Regions from separate parts of the Mus musculus genome. Here all the other regions are linked to region 3. The links are chromatin contacts, called in public Hi-C maps. All regions are on one chromosome and are shown on one strand. Each heading gives the region's core, a stretch centred on a gene start, on an enhancer-like site or on the middle of the called end of the contact. The rest is flanking DNA. Distances are from core to core; before and after follow the strand shown.

What was found. A called contact is a pair of places that touch in the nucleus more often than the background predicts.
Region 1: a contact with region 3 is called in a Hi-C map of olfactory sensory neurons, with 5 times the contacts expected there. The contact joins two enhancer-like sites. A contact is called at or near these places in 2 of 484 Hi-C or Micro-C datasets (cortical neurons and olfactory sensory neurons) and 1 of 115 datasets of contacts at active chromatin or transcription factors (astrocytes).
Region 2: a Hi-C map of olfactory sensory neurons shows a contact between it and region 3, with 1.8 times the contacts expected there. The contact joins two enhancer-like sites. A contact is called at or near these places in 1 of 484 Hi-C or Micro-C datasets (olfactory sensory neurons) and 2 of 115 datasets of contacts at active chromatin or transcription factors (astrocytes and pancreatic cancer cells).

The regions. Positions count from the first base shown.
Region 1 is chr9:35,158,179-35,162,171 of GRCm38.p6, reverse strand. All of the region lies in intron 2 of Dcps (decapping enzyme, scavenger), which reads left to right. Among named protein-coding and RNA genes, the nearest start is that of Gm24262, 16 kb to the right of the region's middle. Within about 2 kb of position 1,306, at least 14 of the 459 cell types and tissues checked have an H3K27ac peak or open chromatin away from gene starts, as enhancers often do. A contact at or near this core is called in olfactory sensory neurons, where this site is marked.
Region 2 is chr9:34,971,901-34,975,806 of GRCm38.p6, reverse strand. All of the region lies in intron 4 of Kirrel3 (kirre like nephrin family adhesion molecule 3), which reads right to left. The region is part of intron 8 of Kirrel3os (a long non-coding RNA gene); the gene reads left to right. Among named protein-coding and RNA genes, the nearest start is that of Kirrel3os, 34 kb to the left of the region's middle. Within about 2 kb of position 1,251, at least 4 of the 459 cell types and tissues checked have an H3K27ac peak or open chromatin away from gene starts, as enhancers often do. A contact at or near this core is called in olfactory sensory neurons, where this site is marked.
Region 3 is chr9:34,405,572-34,410,066 of GRCm38.p6, reverse strand. No RefSeq gene overlaps it. Among named protein-coding and RNA genes, the nearest start is that of Kirrel3, 81 kb to the left of the region's middle. Within about 2 kb of position 2,601, at least 5 of the 459 cell types and tissues checked have an H3K27ac peak or open chromatin away from gene starts, as enhancers often do. A contact at or near this core is called in olfactory sensory neurons, where this site is marked.

The sequences.
Region 1 (3,993 bases), core at 57-2,556, 750 kb before region 3:
CTTCTCTCCTACCTTCACAGTGGATATCACCATGCTGTGTAGAGTGCCTGTGACTCCAAGGTCAGTGATTCTCATTTCCTAGGTTCCAGTAGATCCTCCGAATCATACTGCTTTTTAGTCAGTAACATTTAGTCAGTAACCAGTGGGTTTTTACAGCTTTTACGTTTTTGCATGGTGTTTCTGGTTGCCTCTCTTCACTGTGTTTGGAAGAATGCTATGGCCTTTCTCCCTGCTCCTGAAGTGACTCACACATTGGTTTCAGTTTGGTAATTCATTACATGGCATACGCTACCTTTCCGTTTGCAGGAAGCCCTTTCCTGCTCCTCCTGTCTGGACTGCCCATGGTGCCGGCACGCTATGCAGCTCTCAACCAGAGACTTCTTTTCACATTTTCTCTAGGTCAGACTGTGTCTTCTAAATTCGGTGTCTTTTTCTTTCTTGCTTTCCTTTCTTGATTAGCTGAAGCAACTATAAAATAATTCCACAGAAAGATATGTGGGAGTAAATCCTGAACCCTTTGTTTTGTTGCTTTCGGTTGATTTGTCTAGTTGAATTAATTTTCCCTTCAAGCATTAAAAACATTGATCTGTTGACTTCAAGCCATCTGTGTCACTGTTAAGATATCTGATGCCAGCGCTAGAGAGACTGCTCAGACATTTAAGGCTAGGCTCATAACCAAGAAGACAACATAGCCGATGCCAGCCTGATTCTCATTGATGTGAAGGAACCTTAGGGTGGGTTATTTTCTTTTTATTACCTTCATTAGGTATATACAACATACTCTGTTGATCTTTGATTCTGAGGGCTTTTGTTTTGTTTTGTTTTTGTTCGGTGTCTACATTGAGCATTCCTATCTATTGCTCTGAGTTATCTGAGGCCATTTAGTTTAAAGTCTTCCATCGTCCTTCTGCTCTGTGCATATGTTTTTCTCCCTGCTTCTTTGATTTCTTTTCACTCATTTCTTTTTGCTTGACCCCACCCCACCCCCAGTGTTACACTGAAACTCTTGTGTTGAACACAACACTTCCAAGATTGAGTTTTTTTAGTTGTCTTACCTTCTCCATGTCTTTTCCTACTCTAGTTTGATACATAGTCTTCACTTTGTGTCCCAGGTGTTCTAGTGTGGGCACTCCTTTGGCATTGATATTGTAAATTCTCCCGTTCTCCAGTTTCACTCTCACAGTATCTTGCTCTTGCTTTAGGAAAGCTAAATTGTGTTGGGTTTCTCTGACACACTAATTAGAGATGTTGTTTTTAAATTATCTCCTGACCCTGAAACTATTCATTCCTCTGGGATCTGGTTCCCTTGTTTATCTTGGTCATTCTTCTTCAGGCTTCTGGTTTCCCTCAGTGTCTGGTGATGCACAGTAGTTCATTCATACTTAAAAATGAAGCATTGGGTGCATATTCTTTGAGGGCAGATGTTTGGGCTGCCCCCATTGGTCCCATTTCTCCTGACTCCCACCCCGTTCTTGGCAACCTTGTGGCTTTATTCATTTTACTGCCATTGCAGTGGACTTTTTTTGTTTATGAAGGCAGTGTCTCACTATGTAGCCCTGGCTGGGTTGGAACTCACAGATCCACTTGCCCTCACAATGGTTGATCTCTTTCTACAGTAGGCCTCTGCCCTGAATGGGAAGCTCCTGTAGTACTCTGGCTGGGAGAGGGGCTTATTGGCTGCCAGACTGGGTTTCAGTGGCACAGTTTGACTGGTACTATAAGTTCATGCTCCCAACTGAAAAATAATATGAGCTGGAGACCCTGTCAGGCCTACAAAGCTTCAGGTATTTAGTAGCTGGCTTTTTATAGAAGTTTGTCAACTTTTTCTCTAGTTCCTTGGTTTAATATTTTGGAGGCCAGCCCTCCTGTTTTCACCTGGCATTAGCTGCTTCCCCTGGGATGTGGCAGCGATGGAGCCAATTAGTGCACTTGTTCTGCAGACAGCCCTTAAGTTGATCTCAGTTTTCAGCTTCATTTCCCTTCCCATCCTCAGGAGCTGTTTCTGAGAACCCAGCTTTCCTCCTGGAAGATCTGATGATCTCTACGTAGCCTACTGACTGCCTATGTGGCAGCTTCCTCCTGCGCTGTCTTATATGTTCACACTGTGCTTTTAGTTTCAAGGAATGAATTGGTCCCATTTCTCCTGACTCCCACCCCGTTCTTGGCAACCTTGTGGCTTTATTCATTTTACTGCCATTGCAGTGGACCTTTTTTGTTTATAAAGGCAGTGTCTCACTATGTAGCCCTGGCTGGGTTGGAACTCACAGATCCACTTGCTTCTGCCTCCTCGGTGCTGGGATTAAAGGTGTATGCCACAACCTCTGGCCTATGTGGTGAGCTTTTTTTAATGACCAGGGAGTCACCATTAAATAGGAGTTGAGTGTCTCCCACATATGTCTACATTTGGTGGCTGAGGTTCCTGTAGATATCTGTAGCATAGAACACAGCAAGTTGCCAGGCAGTGGCGCATGCCTTTAATCCCAGCACTTGGGAGACCGAGGCAGGTGGATTTCTGAGTTCGAGGCCAGCCTGGTCTACAGAGTGAGTTCCAGGACAGCCAGGGCTGTACAGAGAAACCCTGTCTCAAAAACAAAAACAAAAACAAAAACAAACAAACAAAAAAGAACACAGCAAGTTACATCATTGAGAGCACACCAGAGAGAATCCAGACAGATGGAGACCTTAGCATCTCCCTCACTCCTATGCACACATTCCTGGGTGCTCTTGTATAGTGGGTGTGTGTACACACACATGACAAGAACCATGGGCATCCACCTTTGTAAAAAGTACATTCCTTTGAGCTAGCATTTCCTCTTCCTGATATCTGGCTCAGACACAAGCTCATGTGTATGAATGAAGGGGTAGAAAATATTCAGTGCAGCATCATTTGTGATAGACCAAAACAAGAAGAGAACAACTTAAATGACCCTGTGAGGTCAGTAAAGCATGGGGTATGCATATCTTGGGCTACTCCACAGTAGTACAGAAAAGAGGGAGATCCAACGGGACCCTGGGGAGCTCAGGTGATCACTTGTTCTTCAAGAGAACTGAATATGTGTAAGTTCATATTAAGATAAACACATAAAAGCAAAGGCTGTGATGAGGACCATCTGATGAATGTTAGTATTGAAAAAACTGAGGCAGGCCTGGTGTGGTGGTATAAGCCTTTGATCCTAGCACTTGGATCTCTGAGTTTGAGGCAAGCTTGGTTTACAGTTCCAGGCCAGCTTAGGATATATAATGAAACCCTGTCTAAAAAAAATAAGAACAGGTAAAGGAATGGGGTTAGACTTGTGAGTTCTTCAAGACCAGTGTTGTGATACTTGAATACATAGACAGTTTTTAGGTGCTAACTCATCAAGTAAGACGGGTGCAAAAAAAAAAAAAAACAAAAAAACAAAACAAAACCAATAATAAAGACCTGTCTGAGGCCTCTGCTGCTTCCTTTACAGCGTGCCTTTGACTCTGGTCAGGCAGAACCTATCAGTTAACAATTAAGTTTTTCATAGCTCCAAACCATGTGTGTTCCAGCTGAGATGACCCCTGCGTACCTCTAGCAGTGGTTCTCAAACCTTTCTAATGCTGTAGCCTTTAATACAGTTTCTTATGTTTTGGTGGACCCCCCCCCCCCATAAAATTATTTTTGTTGCTACTTTGTAACTGTAATTTTGCTGTTATGAATTATAATATAAACATCTGATATGCAGGATATCTGATATATAGTCCCTGTGAAAGGGTCACTAGATCCCCAAAGGGGTTGAGACCCACATGAGTTAGGGAGCTGAGAATTGCTGCTCTAGGGTATGTATCAGTGAGGGACAGCCCTAGGAAATGTGTGTAGCCTCTTCTAGATGGACAGGGTTTAATGATGTGGAGGGCTGGAGGTAGACAGGGTTGCAATGCTGGTTTGTTGCTGTTTGTTTGTTCCCTTTGGTATTTCTCTGTGACAGTCCTGGCTGTCCTAGAGCTCACTTTGTGTGATGCCAGTTTATT
Region 2 (3,906 bases), core at 2-2,501, 570 kb before region 3:
CAGGGTGGGGCACTTATCCATCACTTTTTAGGTGTAAAGTGGGCTGCATTTGTACTGAGTGTTCTTGCATCAGACTAAGCCTTGGATAAGCAGAACTTGGTTACTGGGAGAAGTGAGAAGCCTCTAACCTCCTCGGTGGCCTCCGAGCTATGTTTGCTAGGGATAGGCTTCCAATCTGTCCCCATATCTCTAATAATAATTTTAGCATTGATGAGGCTAGGCTACCCCAGGGTTGGGGTGGAGGAAAAGGTGTAACCTAATGGAAATTTTGCATAACCTTCTGGAGCCTCAGTGACCTCATAGGTAGGCAGCGCCAACATGCGCCTCCCATGGTGAGGGAGTTAAGCTGAGAAATAGTGGCAGGACTGGGATATGTCTGTGCTCTGCTGTGGGCATGGCCAGCTGGTCTGCATATGAGGTCAGCTTGAACACCCTCTGGCTGGGTGAGCTGCTCTCTCGGGAACCGAGGGGCAGGGAAACTCAAGCCAATGCACAGGTACAGTCGGAGGAGCTATGGAATCACCTGGTGACAGTGGCCACGAGTGACTGTATCAGATTCAGAACAGAATATCCTGGAGGGCTGGTGGACTATAGGGTGTCAGCAGTGGGTGGGTGGACTGGCCTACACAGGGAAAATGTTCCCTCAGTCTTTATCATGTTTCTACTGATAGTCTAGTTTGTAGCAGTGGATGCTGGTCCTGGGCTGGGCTCATCCCTAGTCACTTCACATCCCAGGAGGTTGGGACTGTTCTAATGATGAGGATAAAAGGAATAAATTAGAATTTTAAAATTATTATTAATACATTATTTGTTTATTAGTGTGTGTGTGTGTGTGTGTGTGTGTGTGTGTGTTGAGATCAGAGGACAACTTTGGGGGGCCGGCTCTCTCCTACAGTATGTGGTCTAGGATCAATCTCTGGTCACCAGTTTTAGTGGCAAACTCCTTTACCTGCTGAGCCATCTGACAGTCTGGGAGGAGGATTTTAGTTTCACCCTCATGGTTTTAGGTGTAGGTGCTTGTCCATTTGACCCCAGTGGGGGGTCAAACAACTTGGAAGTGTGAGGGCCACACGGTGGATGTCATCATGGGTGACCATTTCCTTCCTGTGATTCTAATGCAAAGTCCCAGTCCCCTCTCATATCTGTATGCTACCAGCACCTACTTTCACTGACACTCTAAAGCTTTAGTCTGAACACTTATGCCCTTGGGGAAAGGTGGATCTTGATGGGTCCCCAAGCTGCTGTTGTTATCCTTCACAATGCCAGTTTACGCTAGGGAGCAGCTGGGCACAACTGGGAGATGAGCTGATGTTTCTCATTTAGCTCAGGCTGGGTTTAAATTCACTGTGTACTTGAGATGACCTTGAACTTCCCACCTTTTTACTTCTGAAGTACTGTGATTACAGAAATGCACCACCACACCACACCCAGCTTATATGGTACAGATGACTGACTGGTACCCTGGGTCTCATGCATGGTGGACCAGTGCTTTACAAACCTACATCCCTAGCTGCAATATAAGTTTTTTTTTTTAATTTAAATTTAAAGTCTGAGTCTGAGGAATTGATGATAGCTAACAAAGAAGGATAGTTTTCTCCTGACTCTCCTTTGGTTCTCTAGTCTTCTTGATGACTCTGTAGAGGTTGGTTCTCATCTGAGAGTTAGTATTGTGAGGGTGCGGGGCAGGAAGGATGGGGATACTGAAGCAAGAGGGCCATGTGGTGCTGGCTAACACAGTTGCTCCTGGTCTGCTGCCCAGGGGAATGGGGATTGATGCTCTGGGTAACCTCAGACTCAGCCGCCACTCATGAGTGGTGCATAGCATCTACTTATACCTCTCCTCTTAAGCTTCTCCTAACTCACCCACTCCCCACAGCCTCCAAGCATCTCACTGCCCCCTCCCACCATCCCATGATACTCCCGTGGCCTCTAAGGCCCCACTGCATCTGGGCCTAGTGGATGGATGCAACCTCACCCAGTGAGGGGAGAACCACATGGTTGTTTCTTACAGACTGCTGCCAGGCCTCCCAGGCCTTGGAATCAAGCTCCATAGTGTTTTCTTCCTAGAAGGGCCTTCCCTTCCTGCCCTGACATATGGACACCTATGTGACTGTCAGGTTTTGGACAAATATCTCCACTGACCTCTACTTTGTGACTGGAAAACAGAGACCAGTCTGGCCCACATGTACATCCACTCGTGGTGCCCCAGCTGTGACCACAGCTGTAGGGGGGCTCTCTATGTCTCACAACTGCACGGGAGTCACCAATGGCGTGTTAGCTTCCACAAGGGCACACTTCTTGTTTCTCTTTGTAGTTCGACCTTCCCTCTCCCTTTGGTTAGCAGCCAACTTGCCCTGGAAAGTGTTCTGTGCATGGTGGACACGCTATAAAAGGAGGATGGCATTAAGTTGCTTTGGGCACTCTGGGATCAGGCACATCAGAATGTATTCAGCTCAGATCTATATCACTGTCACCAGACAAGCCTAGGATGTAAGGGCTTTATGCCTATTAGTCCACATGAAATTGTATCACTTGAGAACTGCCTGTGAGCTGCTCTGAGAAGCAGGTCCAATAAGGGGGTCTCTGGGTTATGGGATTGGATATGTCTTTTTTTCCCCAACAATTTAAACATTTTTATTCAATTTTAAAACTTGCTAACTGATGCATTATTTTTCCCCCACATCTTTTATTAGATATTTTCTTCATTTACATTTCAAATGCTATACCAAAAGTCCCCTATACCCTCCCCCCTGCCCTGCTCCCCTACCCACTCACTCCCACTTCTTGGCCCTGGTGTTCCCCTGTACTGGGGCATATAAAGTTTGCTAGACCAAGGGGCCTCTCTTCCCAATGATGGCCGACTAGGCCATTTTCTGCTACATATGCAGCTAGAGACACGAGCTCTGGGGTTACTAATTAGTTCATATTGTTGTTCCATCTATAGGGTTGCAGACCCCTTCAGCTCTTGGGTACTTTCTCTAGCTCCTATATTGGGGGCCCTGTGTTCCATCCTATAGATGACTGTGAACATCCACTTCTGTATTTGCCAGGCACTGGCAAAGCCTCACAGGAGACAGTTATATCAGGGTCCCTTCAGCAAAATCTTGCTGGTGTATGCAATAGTGTTTGTGTTTGGTGGCTGATTATGGGATGGACCCCCGGGTGAGGCAGTCTCTGGATGGTCCATCCTTTAGTCTTAGCTCCTAACTTTGTCTCTGCAACTCCTTCCATGGATATTTTATTCCGTATTCTAGGGGGATATGTCTTAATGTCACTGGCAGCTCCTATGAAGAACATTAGCGTGACTGTGGCCAGAGTCATGAGCAACTTAAATCTACACAATTAAAAGTAACACTTGAATTTCACATTGGAATTGGTGTGTGTGTGTGTGTGTGTATGTGTGTGTGTGTGTGTGTGTGTGTGTGTGTGTGTGAGAGAGAGAGAGAGAGAGAGAGAGAGAGAGAGAGAACAGAACCAAGGCAGTTTCCCTTCCTAAATCTGCTTCAGACTCTTATCATTAATTTGCATCCCCCAGATACACTTAGGAGACTAGGGGGCAGGGAGGTCTGTGCAGCAGGCACCTACCATTGGGCCTGTCCAGGAGACAGGAAGCTGTGAATAGACTAACCAGGGCTCTCCAGTTCCCAGAAGTCTGGCTGTTGTTTTGAGGAGTAGAAAGAACATTTGGCCTTGGTTGGAATGTCACACTGTTCCTGACTGTGTGGCCATGGCTAGGTCTCACTGAGCCTGGCTGGGCTGCAAGAAGCCAGAAGATGGACTATTTGTTGGGAAGGACTGGTGTGCAGGTTCTAGAAGATGGCATATGTAAATGCTCAGTGGGGCGCGGTTAGTGTCTATCCCTACTCTCTGGCTTCTTTCCTCCTGGGCAGTGGTTCTGCCTTCAGT
Region 3 (4,495 bases), core at 1,352-3,851:
GCACTTTGCACAGATGCTGCCTGCCCCACAGAAATGGTCAGAACAGTGCTCGGTGGTCATAATACCACGTTTTCTTTTTCATAGTTTTTAAAAGGAGTTTGGGTTGGGTTTTAATTTTGTGTGTCTTCCTATGGGTTTGTGCATGTCCATGAAAGGAACTCTCAGGCCAGAAGATAGCATCAGAATCCCCTGCACCTGGAGTTGTGAGCCCCCAGACACGGAGGCTGGGAAATGAAATCTGGTCCCCTATAAAAGTGGTAGACGCTCTGAATGGAGGATCTATCTCTGGGGCCTACAGCTGTCTTTAAAAAATCACCTCCACCTCCAACACTACCACCAGCATCACCAGCACCAGCAGCACCAGCAGCACCAGCAGCACCAGCAGCACCAGCAGCACCAGCAGCACCAGCAGCACCAGCAACACCATCAGCACCAGCACCACCAGATTGTTCCTGTATAGTCTAAACTGGCCTGCAGTTTCTTATCCCCCTTCTTCCATCTCTCCAATGTTAGGGTTACAGGTGCACACCAGCACACTTTTGCTAGTGTGTCTTTACACATAGTTCAATTCAATGAATGTTTCAGGTTAAAAAGACACTATAACGAACCATAAACAATCCATTCACTTTTGTTTGTCTGTTTTTGAGACAAGGCCTATGTAGCTTTGGCTAGCATGAACTCACTGTGTAGACAAGGCTGGCCTGGAACTCATAGAGATTGTCCTGCCTTTGCTTCCTTAGTGCTAGGATTAAAGATGCATACCACCACACTGCAGCAAGAAATACATTCTCAAGTATAGAACAGTATGTGTAAAAGTAGAGATATGAAAACCAGAAAAAGCAGTGGAGACTAGGAATGCATGAAAGGGTTTTGAGGGATGAATAGGAGTTTGTAATAGGACAAAGAACAAGAGGAAGGGCACAGCAGGTGAGGGAACTGATCATCCTGGAATAACCATGGAATTGCCTGAGAATAGATGAGAAGATGAAGTGGCAATTGTTGAGGATGAAAAGGTTGTCAGCAGTGGAATAACATTTTAAACAAATTACCCACAGTGAGGAGCCACCGGCTGCATATTTCTATTATCAAGCTCATCCAACTGTATTGTAAGCTATCTACATTTGTCTCCCTGCAGGATCACGAGCTTGTTGGATGAAGAGATACTTCCTATTATTCTTTTTACCCCCGGTGCCAGGCAAACACTATGTACTCAATATCTGCTGAATGACGAGTGATTAGGACCCATTCCCTGGAGGAGCCTGGACTTTGCCACGGCCATGCTGCACCCTCCACTCCGGAGTCTTTTCCTGGAGGATGCTGAATGAATGTTCATGAATCTGATGAAAGGCGGCCAGAGGAAGACAGAGGGAGACAGACTCTTATTTTCCACTTGGCAGCAAGGTCTTATGGGGTACCAATCTGGGGAGGGCGAGGGAGGTGATGGGATTATGCTCTCAGTGTACTTTCATCCCAGACAAGGATAACTTTGATGAAAGTCTGGTTTGGGGGTTGACTTGGACTGGAATGGCTATGTGAGCAAATGAGCCTGGCTAGAAACAGCTTCTCAGGGGACATAATAGGGCAGAAATAAAAAGGGAAAGTCTCTCAGTCTTAGGAGCCAGCTTTGACACCAAGAATCTCAGAGGCTGCAAGGAGGACCCATCACCTCCTTTTTCAGGCAGAAGTAGTCACCGAATTTCTGGCCTCGCACATTGGAAGGCGGGGATTTGAGAGATAGCTGTCTGTACCCGATCTAGGGCAATTTTCTATGCTATGGAGGAGAAAGTCCCCATACACTTGAGGATTCTGCCCCAAAAGATAAATGCTCCTCCAGGGTGAGAAGGAAGCAATTTTTCAGCCACTTGGGATGGTTGGTGACCTGGTAGTTCCGGGCATTTTGTAGGTGCCCCAAACATGTTCACACCCCACACATGTTCATGAGGTTGACAGGATGAAACTATCAGCAGAAGCATGTGCACAGCTTACTGGGTAACAGATACTGTTTGTTGATCTATATGCTTTCCACAGCAAGTTCTCGAGTTAGGTGCTCCATTTTATGGATGGTAAGAGTGATGGGGATGAAGCCCACTGAGTATCATTGGAGCCCGGGTTCTGATGAATTGGTCCCTGGGGCTTTCTCCTGGGTTCCTGGGTAGACTGTGGTGGAGATGGCATTGTTATGGTTGTTTTCTGATTCTTTCTGTGTGCTAAGCAGGGAGGGTTATTTACCAATCTGCTCAGGAGTTTATGGCAGTCATGCCCACAGCTGCAGCAGAGCCAAGCAAGTCTCAGTTTCCCAGTAGCATGATCCATGGTAAACATCGCTTCTTTCCTTGAAAGCAAAGCCTTCTCTGAGCTGAGCTCTGGGGCTGAGTGTGTGCTGGAGCCTCAGAGGAAGGCAGGTTACCCTAGACAGTTAATGCAAGCACAGCTGCTATCCCCACTGGAGAGTGGTCTCTTAGTAGCATCATTGGCTGGCAGCTAAAGTCTGTTTCTTGCAGCGGCACTGGTGGAGAATCTCTGTTCTCTGCTGGGCTTGCTACTCTAGGACAAGGGCCTGGCTAGAGCTCGTGGGCAGCAAGGCTGACATCTGATCAGGGTGTTGAGAAACCACAGGCTTTGATGTAGGACTGCCTCTTTCTTCCCAAGTGTGCAAGGGAGGCTGAGGAAGCTTGGACCAACTTTGTTTGACATGAGTGCTTTCTCTCTACAACTGATCTCAGCACTCTCACCTCATTCACCCAGTGATACAGCAGCAGTGCACCAAGATCACATTAAAGTACAGGCCAAGAAGGAAAGCTGTGTGCTCCTGAAGAGCTGGCAACTCACCACCGCATTTACTCTAGGGTGCGATTGTTGATTTCTCATGTGGCACAGACGTCTAGAGACAGATGAGCTAGCAAGATGATTTATCCCCAAAGCTTTAACCAGGGTTGGGGGCGGGGGCGGGGAGGGAGTCAGAAAACTGGCTGGACAGCACCTTGTTACTATGCTGTTAAAAACTTCCTGTCTGTTGTTTACTTCAACATACCATTTTGCTTCCCAAACAAAAACTGTCTCTATCTTTTGACTTTATCTGGGAATCACTTCCATAGGAGATCAAGACCGAGAAAGCCAGAAGGACCCAGAAGTCTGATTTTTCTGTAAAGGAAGTCACTTTGCCCTGGGTGATCTGAATAGAGATCAACTAGAGAGTGAGGTCTCTCATCTCCAGAACTCTCGAAGGCACTGAAGGTTAGAGGATCATGGGGCTAGCCATTTCTTTCCTAAAGGGTAACCCTGAGCAAGTGACTTTGTTTTTGGTCTTAGGCTTTTCCTTATAAAATGTCAAGTAAATCTGTCATGTCATTTTCCCTTAGTTCAATTAACAATGGTCAGGGACCTGGCAGGAGTTAGTGAGCTGGGATGTTTCCATGTATGATCTTATTGTACCTCTCAAATCTTTAAATAAAATTAACAGGACAGGTCTGATTACAAGCTCCATTTTGTGGAAGAGCTGGACCTCAAGGAGCCTGTGTTATGACTTTGCTCTGGCATTTTTGTTACAGGGCTCTGTTTTGAGTCCATACATTTGGTCAAAGAGACAGACATGTCAGCACAGGGTTGTAATAGAGTGTGGTTGGGTTCTTAAGCATTTGGAAACTCTCACTTGTCTCTGAATGGAAGAGCAGAGAAGTCTACTGGGATGAGAGGTCTCTGTGACTTGGTGATCTACAGTAGTTTCCCAGCGGCAGCAGGCCTTATGTTGAATGGTACTTCAGATACCTAAACATAAGACATCTTTGGAAGACTAGGATTAGGTCATCATAGTTTGAGGACCTGCAGATTGTTGTATGTGATTGAGCAGGGATGAGTTGAGGGATACAAGGAGAAATAGCCAAGGGACTGACCTCAAGATTTCACAAGGGGGTGGGGGCTCTGCATTCTAAAGCAATAGAGAACGATGGATATTCTTAGTAGGGAGTGACATCATGAGATTTGAGTTTTAGAAAAATCACTGCCTGTCTCATAAGATTTTTGCAGGAAACAGGCTCAGCCGACTCATAAAACCGTTACAGATTGTAGCTGAGCACGAAGTCAAAATAGCACACACGACAGCTAATTAAAAGTATCTCAAAAGTCCCTACTTGGATGTTTCTGTCTCTGCTACCTGAGACCCTGCCCTATTTCCTATCATCATCATAGACTCAATGTCCAATCTGAGAGCCACTTTTGGAAGTCTGGGCTGGACTGGAACAGAACAGAACCAGGTGGTTGCAGTTCAAACTCCCCAGCTCCTCTCTTCTTGGCTTAGGAGAGCCTGGTGCTCTGATGTGCAGGCCAGGACATCTTTTGTTTGGGCTCCCATCCATTCTGAGGGGACTTCTTTGCTGGCCTACTTGCTGGAGGTGGCTATGCATCTCTGCTTAATTGAATTCTCATTTTTTCAAAAGTATATTTTTGTGCTGTTGCCTAAAGGCATTCAGGTAATGGGTGCATTTTTAATAAATCCAAT